Linked DNA regions of Sus scrofa: region 2 is linked to region 1. Evidence: chromatin contacts called from public Hi-C data. All regions are on one chromosome and are shown on one strand. The core of a region is the stretch at or near the end of the contact, and the rest is flanking DNA. Distances in the headings are between cores, read along the strand shown.

Region 1 (4,890 bases), core at 1,531-4,030:
AGCCACATCAACACAGGATCCGTGTTGCATCTGTGACCAACACCACAGCTCATGGCTTAATGCACTGAGCAAGGTCAGGGATTGAACCTGCATCCTCATGGGTACTAGTCAGGTTCATTACTGCTGAGCCACAAGGGGAACTCCCCCACTTTTCAAAATATGGAGCTGTGCCCCTTAGACTCAATGAGACTCTGTATGTGTAGGCTTGTGTGTGGCTGGTTGCAGGTGTCAGACAGGTGGCAGCACCCAGAACCAGCACTGGGGGCCCGTCCCAGGGCTGCCCCTCCTTCTCCTCCATGTTTACCCCTTAGTCGGGTCTCCCGCCAAACTCAGCCTTACTCCAAGGCTGCTGGAGCCGGGCTCAGATGTCCCTGGCAAAGCGCCGGAGGGAACCTCCAGGAGTTGAAGTTTCTCCATCAGACCCATGTGAAGGAGTTCCCACCGTGACTCAGCAGGCTGAGAACCGAACATTGTGTCTGTGAGGATGCGGGTTTGATCCCTGGCCCTGCTCAGTGGGTTAAAGATCTGACATTGCCATGAGCTGCGGCGGTAGGTCACAGATGCAGCTCAGATCTGGTGTTGCTGTGGCTGTGGTGTAGGCTGGCAGCGGCAGCTCCGATTCGACCCCTAGCCTGGTAGCTTCCATTTGCTGCAGGTGTGACTACAAAAAGGAAAAAAAAAAAAAAGACCATTGTGGAATCTTCCTCCCTCCCTCTCTCAGGGTCTTGCCTTTTTTTTTTTTTTTTTTTTTTTTTGGTCTTTTGTCCTTTTAGGGCTGCACTGCACTCGCAGCATATGGAGCTTCCCAGGCTAGGGGTCCAATCAGAGCTGTAGCTGCTGGCCTACGCCAGAGCCACAGCAACATGGGATCCAAGCTGCATCTGCGACCTACACCACAGCTCGTGGCAATGCCAGATCCTTAACCAACTGAGCAAGGCCAGGGATCAACCCCAAAACCTCATGGTTCCTAGTCGGATTCGTTTCCACTGCGCCATGACGGGAACTCCTTAGGGTCTTGTCCTGATCAACAAACAACTGGCCCAGGATCTTCACTCCAATTTACAGATGGGAAAGTTGAGGCCCTTAGAGAGATGTGAGTTAAACAATGTCATCCGAATAGTGATAGAGGTAGTTCCTAAGGTTTCCTGAAGCCAAATTCAGTCTCTCTTCTCCTCCAGAACAACTTCTCCCCCCAACTCCCCTCCCCAGATATCTCAGCTCCAGGAGGAAGGTGGAGGGAGGAGAACAGATCGGCATGGGGCAGAGAAAGGGCTACTGATAGTTGGGAGAATATGCAGAGGCTGCCTCCACATCCCCAAACACTGGCTGCCTCTCCCACCAATTTGCCCACTCGTCCCTTCACCCACTCATTTCCTCATTCACTCATTCACACTTGCAGTAATTCACTTGCTCATCAATTCCCGTCCTCGCATATTAATTTGCTCAGTCTTCAACTCACTCACCTTCTCACTCGCTAATTCACCCATTCTTGTAACCAAATCCCCCTGCCTGGCCCTTCCGGCCAGCAGAAGACAGGTTCCCAGGTCTCTGGAGTCCCAGGTCCTTCCACCGTGGCCTACACTTTCCACGTCTACCTTGTGACCTTACTTCCCCAGCGAGATCAGGAGCTCTTGAAAGTGTCGCTATAGCGGGCACTGAGGCCTAGAGGGTGTAGGAAGAGAGAAGTGAGCCAGGAGTTGAAGGCAAGTAGAACCAGCCACATAATTATCAGGGCCCAGTCCGAAACAGAAATGCAGGGCCCCTTGCTCAGAATAGCACTGATCCAAACACAGGAGCCTAAGTGTGGAGCGCTGTGCCCTGCTCAGGTGGCTGACCCACAAAGCCCACGCTGGCCGGGGCATGAGGATGGGGAGAAACAAGGGAGCTAGAAAAGGGAGGCCAAGGAGGCATGGAGGAGAAGGGGGATGGATGCTTACGAGGCACCACCTGCTGTTTTCCTAGTGCCATCTCATTTAATACTCAGGCCACCCTTTGAAGTTGATTGTGCATTTTCTACAAGAGGAAACTGAGGCTCAGAGAGGAGAATCATTTACCCAAAGTCACGATTAGCAGGTGCTAGGCGCCTGAATGTTAATCCAGCTCTGTGGGGCTGGAAGCCTTGTCTCGGTCTGTTCTGGGGGGGGGGGGTGGGGGAGGAGAGCAGGAGGAGGTGACAGGGAGATGGAGTCTGTCTGGGCCTGAGCAGCTGGGCGCTGTGGGGGCTGGTGGAGGCCAGAGCAGAGTCATGGGGAGCAGGGGAGGAGAGGCGGTCAGGAGTCTGGCCCTCTCAGTCCTTCCTGTTCCCAGGTGAGGCAGGAAACTGGAAGGAAGCTCCCAGAATGAGATCTAGAAGATTGGTATCTGGGGCCTGGATTTACATGTTTGATTTCTGAGCCAGGAGGCAGCTTTATCCCTGCAAGAGCATTGAGGGCAGACGTCAAAGATTTGGGAGGTTACTGAATTAGGGCATCGTGGAGGTGGGCTGTCAGGTTCCGAGGGTATATGTTAGCCTGTCAGCCTGACGTGGGGTGACGGTGACATGGAGGGTGGCTGAGTCAGGGTCAAATGAGCGCTGGTGACTTAGTGCCCGTCTTATAGAATTGATAACACAATATTGGGCCCCATCCATTGTAATAGCACCCCCGGGTGTCAGCCAGAAACCAACAAACAGCCCAATCCCCGCAGCCCCGCCCAGCCCGTCCACCAGTGGGGGAGCCGATTAACCATTAACCCCCACCCCTCCCCGCAGAGCCTCCACCCCTTCGGAGAGGCTAGGCCAGGACTCCCGGCAGATCCTCCCAGAGGACGGTTTGAAACCCAGGAAGGCAGAGGGGGCACCTGGGAGGAGGCAGTGGGAGGGCGGAGGGCGGGGGCCGGGGCTCGGCCCAGAGCCTTCGGGGTGGACATCCTGGGCAGGGCAAGTGGCCGACGTGTGGAGAGGGGAGGATGCGCCTCTCCAAAACCCTGGTCGACATGGACATGGCCGACTACAGTGCTGCGCTGGACCCAGCCTACACCACCCTGGAATTCGAGAATGTGCAGGTGTTGACCATGGGCAATGGTAGGTGGGGGCGGCCGTGTCCAGGCGCGCCCGCTGGGGGCAGGTCTGCCCAGGGACGGGAGCGAGTCTGTGGCGCTCAGTTTGGGGCTGGGAGGAGAATGACAGACGAGCCCGGTGGTCCCATAGCTGAGCCCAGGTGTTGCCAGGAAAAGCAAATATGCCCAGGTAGGGTGACCCTGTTACCAAAGCTCTTCCCGCTCAGCCTGTGGGGGCGGGAAAGTGATGGTGAGCTTCCTCTTGGCGTCCTGCTCCAGGCATTGGCCCAACCTGGCCCCTTCCTGAACCCCTTAGGCCCAGGTGCTGAGAAATGGCAAGGTATGTCCTGTCCCCAGAGACGGTGGATGGAGCACAACTGTGTTTCAGGGTGTCTTTGGGACTTTTGGGAGAGAAGCCCCACTTAGAGAGGTTCTGCTAAATGAGACAGATCAGCAGTTGTGTGTGTGCGTGTGTGTGTGTGTGTGTGTGTGTGTGTGTGTGTGTGTGTGTGATCATGACCTCCTCTGGGCTTGCATGTATGAGTTTCCACATAATGCGTGTGGGTGGGCAGTGGACTATATTGCAAATGTGTGTCTATGGGAATCCATTTGCACATCTGTGTTCCCCTGTGTGTACGTATGTGTGTGTGTTCTGCATTCGTTTTTATTCTCATTTGTTCACTGAGCAGGTCTGTGTTTGTTGATGTCTCTGAGGACGCCTGTGTTTGTTGCTTAGGTCCAGGAGCGGTGACGAGTGTGTGTACAACTGTCTGTGCATGTTTGCACACCTATGCTGTGGATGTGGGTTGTCTTGGGTGCCCTGGGCTTCCTGGACGTGTGTCCCATTTGGGCATCCTGTCATCTTGTGCCTCTGTTTGTACCGCTTGTGTACGCATGTGCATCCTGCCCTGGCTGGTCAGCGCTCTCCAGCGCACACGTGACTGTATAGACCTGATGTGCAGGATGGCCATTGGACAACGCAATTCACATCAGCAACATGTCCATTTGACTCAGAGCAGATTGTGTCGCCTGTGTGTCTCTCCCCGAGTTTATACGTCTGCTCCCCTATCACCGAGGGCACATCTGAAAGCAGGGGCGGGGGGGGGTCTCCACAAGGAGGTGGGGGGAGGGAGGAGGCCTGGGAAGCCAGGACGCCAGGACTTAACTGGTCACAGGCCAGCCTCAGAGGAGAGGGGGCAGCTGGCCGAAGTCAGCCTCCCACCTGCCTTCCTTCCATGGCCCCGTGGCTTCAGCCGAGGGCTACAGAACTCGGGTCAGGTCAGCTCAGCCAGAAAGAGGCGTCTGCCCTGCCCATGGTCAGTCTCACCAGCTGCTCACCTGCCCCGGCCATCCACTCACTGTGTAACCTTGGGTATGTCGCCTCTCCTCTCCTGCATCCTCTACAAAATGGGCTTAGTCACTGGAGGCCCGCTGGCCGGCCGGCTCTGAGGAGTGTCCGCGGATCACGTGAGGGCAGTGAGGGGAAAAGATGCAGGAAGTGGTAAACAACACACCGCTGCACGAGGCAGGGTGTGTGTGAACCCAGAGGGACAGGGTGTGCTGCTATACCAGGCCACCGCCCAGCCCTGGACTGCTCCCTGGGCCCGGCCCCGTCATCCTTCAGAGCATGCGCCTCTAGCTCCTGGGAGCTGTGTGTTCCCGAGGCAGAGGCCAAGCTCCTTACTGGGTGTGCTGAAGACAGGAGAGCCTCCAGCTCTGGAGCCAGAAAGATCTGGGTTCATATTCTGGCATAGATCCTTCCTACCAGTGTGAATTTGCCAAGCTATTCTCTGAGCCTCAGTTTTCTCCTCTGTAAAATGGGAATAAATCACAGCACCTGCCTCCCTGGGCTAA
Region 2 (4,890 bases), core at 1,072-3,571, 850 kb after region 1:
CTTCTCCCCAGCTGATGGGTCACCACATGCCCCCGCCCACCGTATCCTTCTGACTGCCCCCGGGGCACAGCTGCCTGCTCTGCCCCTGAGCCAAGACTGGCATGTGACTGCCCCTGCAGTGACCTCCCCACCTTTGTGGTCTTCCCTCTTTTCCCCACACTGTCCAGGACGCAACATTCCTTCAGATGCCACTGTGATGCCAAAACATCCTTTGGGAGCTACTTTATTTTTTCTTTCTTAGCCATCCTGCAGCATATGGAGCTCTGGGGCCAGGGATCAGAGCTGAGCCACAGTTGTGACCTGCGCCACAGCAACACCGGATCCTTAACCCATTGTGCTGGGCCAGGCACTAAACCTGCTCCGAGTGCTCCAGAGACGCCGCCCATCCCATTGCGCCACAGCGGGAACTCCTTCGGGGGCTACTTCAGAGCACTGCCCAGGGAGTGGCAGGTCTGGGTTTGAGTCCTGACTCAGCCACCAAGTTTTTGGCAAGGTTACCCGTATGAGTTTGGGAAAGTCATCACCTGACTCTGGGCCTCGATTTCCTTCTGTCCCAGAACGCCTTGTGGCCGGCCAGCCCCAGACCTCTACAGGTTCTAAAGTCTTGAGTGAACCGAGTGTGGGACGCAACAGCAGCCTCTCAAGAGTAGCATCAGCCTACAAGTTCAGATACAAGCAATAGATTTAAAAAGGGACTTGGAACCCTGACTGCCTAAATTTGCTTCTGACGCAGTCCTTTATCTGCTGTGTGACCTTGGGCAGGTTAGTTAACCTCTCTAGCCTCAGGACCAGTTTAAAACAGTGAGCAGAAGGGCTTAATTAAGCTAGCTGATAGAGCCATTAGAACGACTATTAGAAAGCTATCAGAAGAGATCTCCTATGGAGAAGCGAGTTAACCATCTGCCCTTGTCACTGCAGCCAGAGCCACTAGTGTGGGGCAGGGTCGATCACTGGCCTGGGAACTTCCACTCGCCCGCCCCAACTCCCCCCCCAGAAAAGGCTGTCAGAACATCAGCTCAGTGCCATCACTCAGGGCTACAAGGGGCAGCGGGCACGGGGGTGAGGGGCGCTCAGGGTCTTATTCGTACCCCAGCTGAAGTCAGAAATGATCTCCCCTAAGTAATCCCAGAGAAACAGGAGCCCCACAAAGAACTGACATTAATGATTAAACTCCACTAGACTTGCTCTCTTCAAAATCAAGGTTTAAGGGCACCGAAGAGGCACAAAGCCCCGGCTCTTGGGGGTTGGGGTGGGCAGAAGGCCTCGCTGAGCAATTCCTACATCCCTACTTCCCAGATGAAACTGCCTCCCTCCTTCCCCACTGGCTGCTGGGATGAATGGATCTGGTGGTGGGCCCAGGGCTTTGTAAACTACAAGCAGAGAACAGTTGGCAGTGAGCAGAGGCTTCTCAGGGCTCATGGAGACCTTCTCTTCCCCCAGCACCCCTTTCACACAACCCAAGGTGGGTGCTTCGGATCTCCCGGGTGCAGATCATCAGAAATAAACCCTCTTCTGGCCAAAAACAGAGGCTCCACTCCCGGTGAAGTGCCAAGCCTAAACCGTCCCTCCCGTTCACTCTTGAAAGACTGGAGTCCCAACTCCGTAGGGATCCTAAAGTAGCACTGGTCACCTCCTGCCCCAGTTCTACATACGCTTTGTGCCGATGGGAAAATCGAGACTCAGAAGGGGCAGGGCCCTGCCCGAAGCCACAGACCAGTGGCAGGGCTGCGGCCAGGACTGAGGTCAGGGCTCAGTCCTCCGTCCCGGTGTGTGAAACAAGGCCCCACAGAACCCGAAACCCCTCCCCCTTCCGAGTTCACGCAACCCCCTTCATCCAGGGCATCACGGGTTCTAGGGGGTGAGGAGGGGGCGCCATGGCTCCGAATCTGCCCCAGGATCATCAGGGAAGGAGAGAGTGGGTGAGGAGAGAAGAGGTGACACCGGCTTAGTCACGTCCGAGCCTGGAGTCCGCGGCGGGGCTGAAATCAGGGGGAGGCGGGAAGCGCAACAGGCTGGGGGCGCACGGCATGTGGAGGAGCCACCCAGCCCCCTCGCCCCAGAGCCTCCCTGGGACTCGCGAGCCAAGTTTCCAACAAAGTTTCCCTGCCCTCGGCGTCTAGTTGGGGGCGGCGCAGCCCCCAGGCTGCCCCCCCATCTCAGGACCCCAGAACAAAGGAAGCACCGGTCCGCCCCCCCGGGGATCTTCAAGCACCCACCGACTCGGCGGCGGCGGCGTTAAAGGCTCCCACGAGGAGCAGCAGCAGCGCGAGCAGGCGAGGGGAGGCCATGGCTCTGCGGTCCGGAGAGGGCGCTCAGGCGGGTGGCCAGGGCTGGCGCGTCGCCCTTCTTATAGGCGGTGAGTGGCCCCGCCCAGGCCCCGCCCCGCCCCGCCCCCGCTGCCAGCACCCCGCCCGGAATTCCCCCGCGAAAGCCGGGCCTCCGGGGCGCTGCGCCTGCCAGCCCCGCTGGAAACCCAAGGGACCCGTCTCGGGCGCGCGGGCCGCTCGGTCCCCCAAATCCCTGGCCTCCGGGAGCCCCGATCCCTTGCTAGGCAGGTCAGTTAGGCGAGATCACTGAGCCTAACCCTATTTACAGTTGGGGAAGCTGAGGCCCACAGACTGGAAGGACTTGCCCGGGGTCTTGACTTGAGATCTGCGCCCTTGCGACCAGTACACTCGCCTCTGAGGGACATGAAACTTTCCAAATGGGCAGTGAACACGGGTTATTTTATGCCAGGGGTCAACAGTCATTAGTGTAAAGAGCTAAACCTTTTAGGCTTTGCGGGCCAGTTTGTCACAATTACACAAACTGGCGTTGTAGCTCAAAGGAAGCCTTAAATATTTAAAACAAGAGTCGCTGTGTCCTAACAGAACACTAGTATGGACCCTGACATTTGAATATCATATAATGTCACGTTTCATGAATAGCAGTCTTCTTTAGATTTTTTTTCCCCCCAAGGATTTAAAAATGTAAAACATAAAACTGTTCTTAATGGGCTGAGCATAAACAAGCTCCGGGCAGATTTTTTGGTCTTAGGGTGGCTGACCTCTGGTTTAAGGGATTTGTTGTCCAGATTTTGAACTTCCTAAAAAGTTTGCTCTCTTTGAGGACAAGTTTATCTTAATTCTCAGATCTGCTTCCACCCTTTGTAAAAGACAGTTTTGTGCCGGTCCTATCCGCCTCAACCCTGCATATTCTCCTTACAGTGCGTGGGTGGAGGGGGCTGGGGGTGGGGGGTGTTGGTAAAATCCTCTGAGTCTCCAAGTGCTTTTGGAATTATTGGGGGAGTATCCTGTGATAAACGCAGTGTCAAAAGTGCCTAGACTTGTCTCTTCCTGATTTTTTCGTATGTATACATATGGTTATATATGGCATAAAGATGTAAAGCTGTCTATCTATATCTATACATCTTTCTAAGACTGAAGCATAGCTTCAGAACCAGGATATTTGGCCTCTGTTGGCACATTATGAATTCATATACTTTGTGAAGAGTTGGGAGTGACTTCCCCTCTTTCATCCCTTAATTATTATCAAAGAATGAAAATCTTTTGAGGCAGAGAAAACCCTTGACAGTAAAGCCAGCTTCAAACGTGGGTCATGTTTTCTCCTACAGATGGAAAGATGAGCAATTATTTTCAGCTCTTCTCAATTCTCTTCCTTAGGGGCGGGAAACAAACTGAGAAAATGAATGGATTTCAGGTCAGAATAAGAAATCCTTCTGCAAGTCAGATGGTTTTTGCAATCCTTGATTTCTCTAGAATTGAAGGACAGGATATAGTCTAGTTGTCAGTGGATAGATCATTAAAAATAATTTTTGGGAGTTCCCATCATGGCACAGTGATTAACGAATCCAACTAGGAACCATGAGGTTGCAGGTTCCGTCCCTGGCCTCGCTCAGTGGGTTAAGGATCTGGCGTTGCCGTGAGCTGTGGTGTAGGTGGCAGATGCGGCTCGGATCTGGTGTTGCTGTGGCTCTGGCATAGGCCAGTGGCTACAGCTCCGATTAGACCCCTAGCCTGGGAAACTCCATATGTCAAGGGAGCGGGCCGAGAAATGGCAAAAAGACAAAAAATAATAATAATAGTAATAATAATTTTTGATGCTAGGTCACTATGCACTTTCAGTTATCTGTCATCACATTGTTATAACAACACTCTTTTTGTTCCCACCAACTTCCTTAAGTGAAGGTTTCCCACAGCCTAGTGCTGATAAATGTGTAACAACAGTTTGGGGGAGGTGGGAAGTGCTAATCCGTACCATTTGCCAATTTCTGTGGTGTCAATACTCCCCCATGGCTGATTTCAAGCTACGGATGTGATATCACTGAACGTGGAGTTGGTTAGAGATGAGCAGTATTTCCACCACACAGATAAAACTGTTGCACATAATATCAAGAGCATAGATAACAGTAAAATGTAGAGAAATAATGAGTAAGCGACGAGATTTGAGTACTTATTTCTTTGTTTTTAAAAGTTTATTTAATTGTAAGTTTATATCGTTTCATTTTTAGTAATTATTACTTTTCATATTTTTGGCTGCGCCCACGGCATGAGAAAGTTCCCAGGCCGGGGACCAAACCCTCGCCACAGCAGTAACCAGAGCCACCATGGCGACAGTGCCAGATCCCCAACACCCTGAGCCACCAGGAAACTCCCTAGTGATCGCTCTATGTTTAACAGCTACCCACAAAATTCTTAAAAATTGAACCAATACGAACTGGCTTTGGCACACTGCAGTTTGACAGCTATTTTTAAAAAGAAAGAAAAATGGGAATAAAATTATTGCTAAAATCCTATCTCACTCTAGCACAAGCAATATTCATCCAGGGATATGTGACTAACTGAGGAGGAAAAACTTTACTTTTTACTTTTTCTGTTTAATAGTTACTGT

What was found. Hi-C and Micro-C count contacts between places; a contact is called where the count stands out from the background.
Region 2: a Hi-C map of liver shows a contact between it and region 1, with 1.7 times the contacts expected there. The contact joins the promoter of SDC4 here to the promoter of HNF4A in region 1. A contact is called at or near these places in 1 of 5 promoter capture datasets (liver) and 1 of 47 Hi-C or Micro-C datasets (liver).

Annotation. Positions count from the first base shown.
Region 1 is chr17:46,818,141-46,823,030 of Sscrofa11.1, forward strand. HNF4A (hepatocyte nuclear factor 4 alpha) reads left to right here and starts at 2,781. Exons shown (of 10, transcript NM_001044571.1): 1 at 2,781-3,061. The coding sequence starts at 2,947.
Region 2 is chr17:47,668,165-47,673,054 of Sscrofa11.1, forward strand. SDC4 (syndecan 4) reads right to left here and starts at 2,322. Exons shown (of 5, transcript NM_214284.1): 1 at 2,217-2,322. The coding sequence starts at 2,288.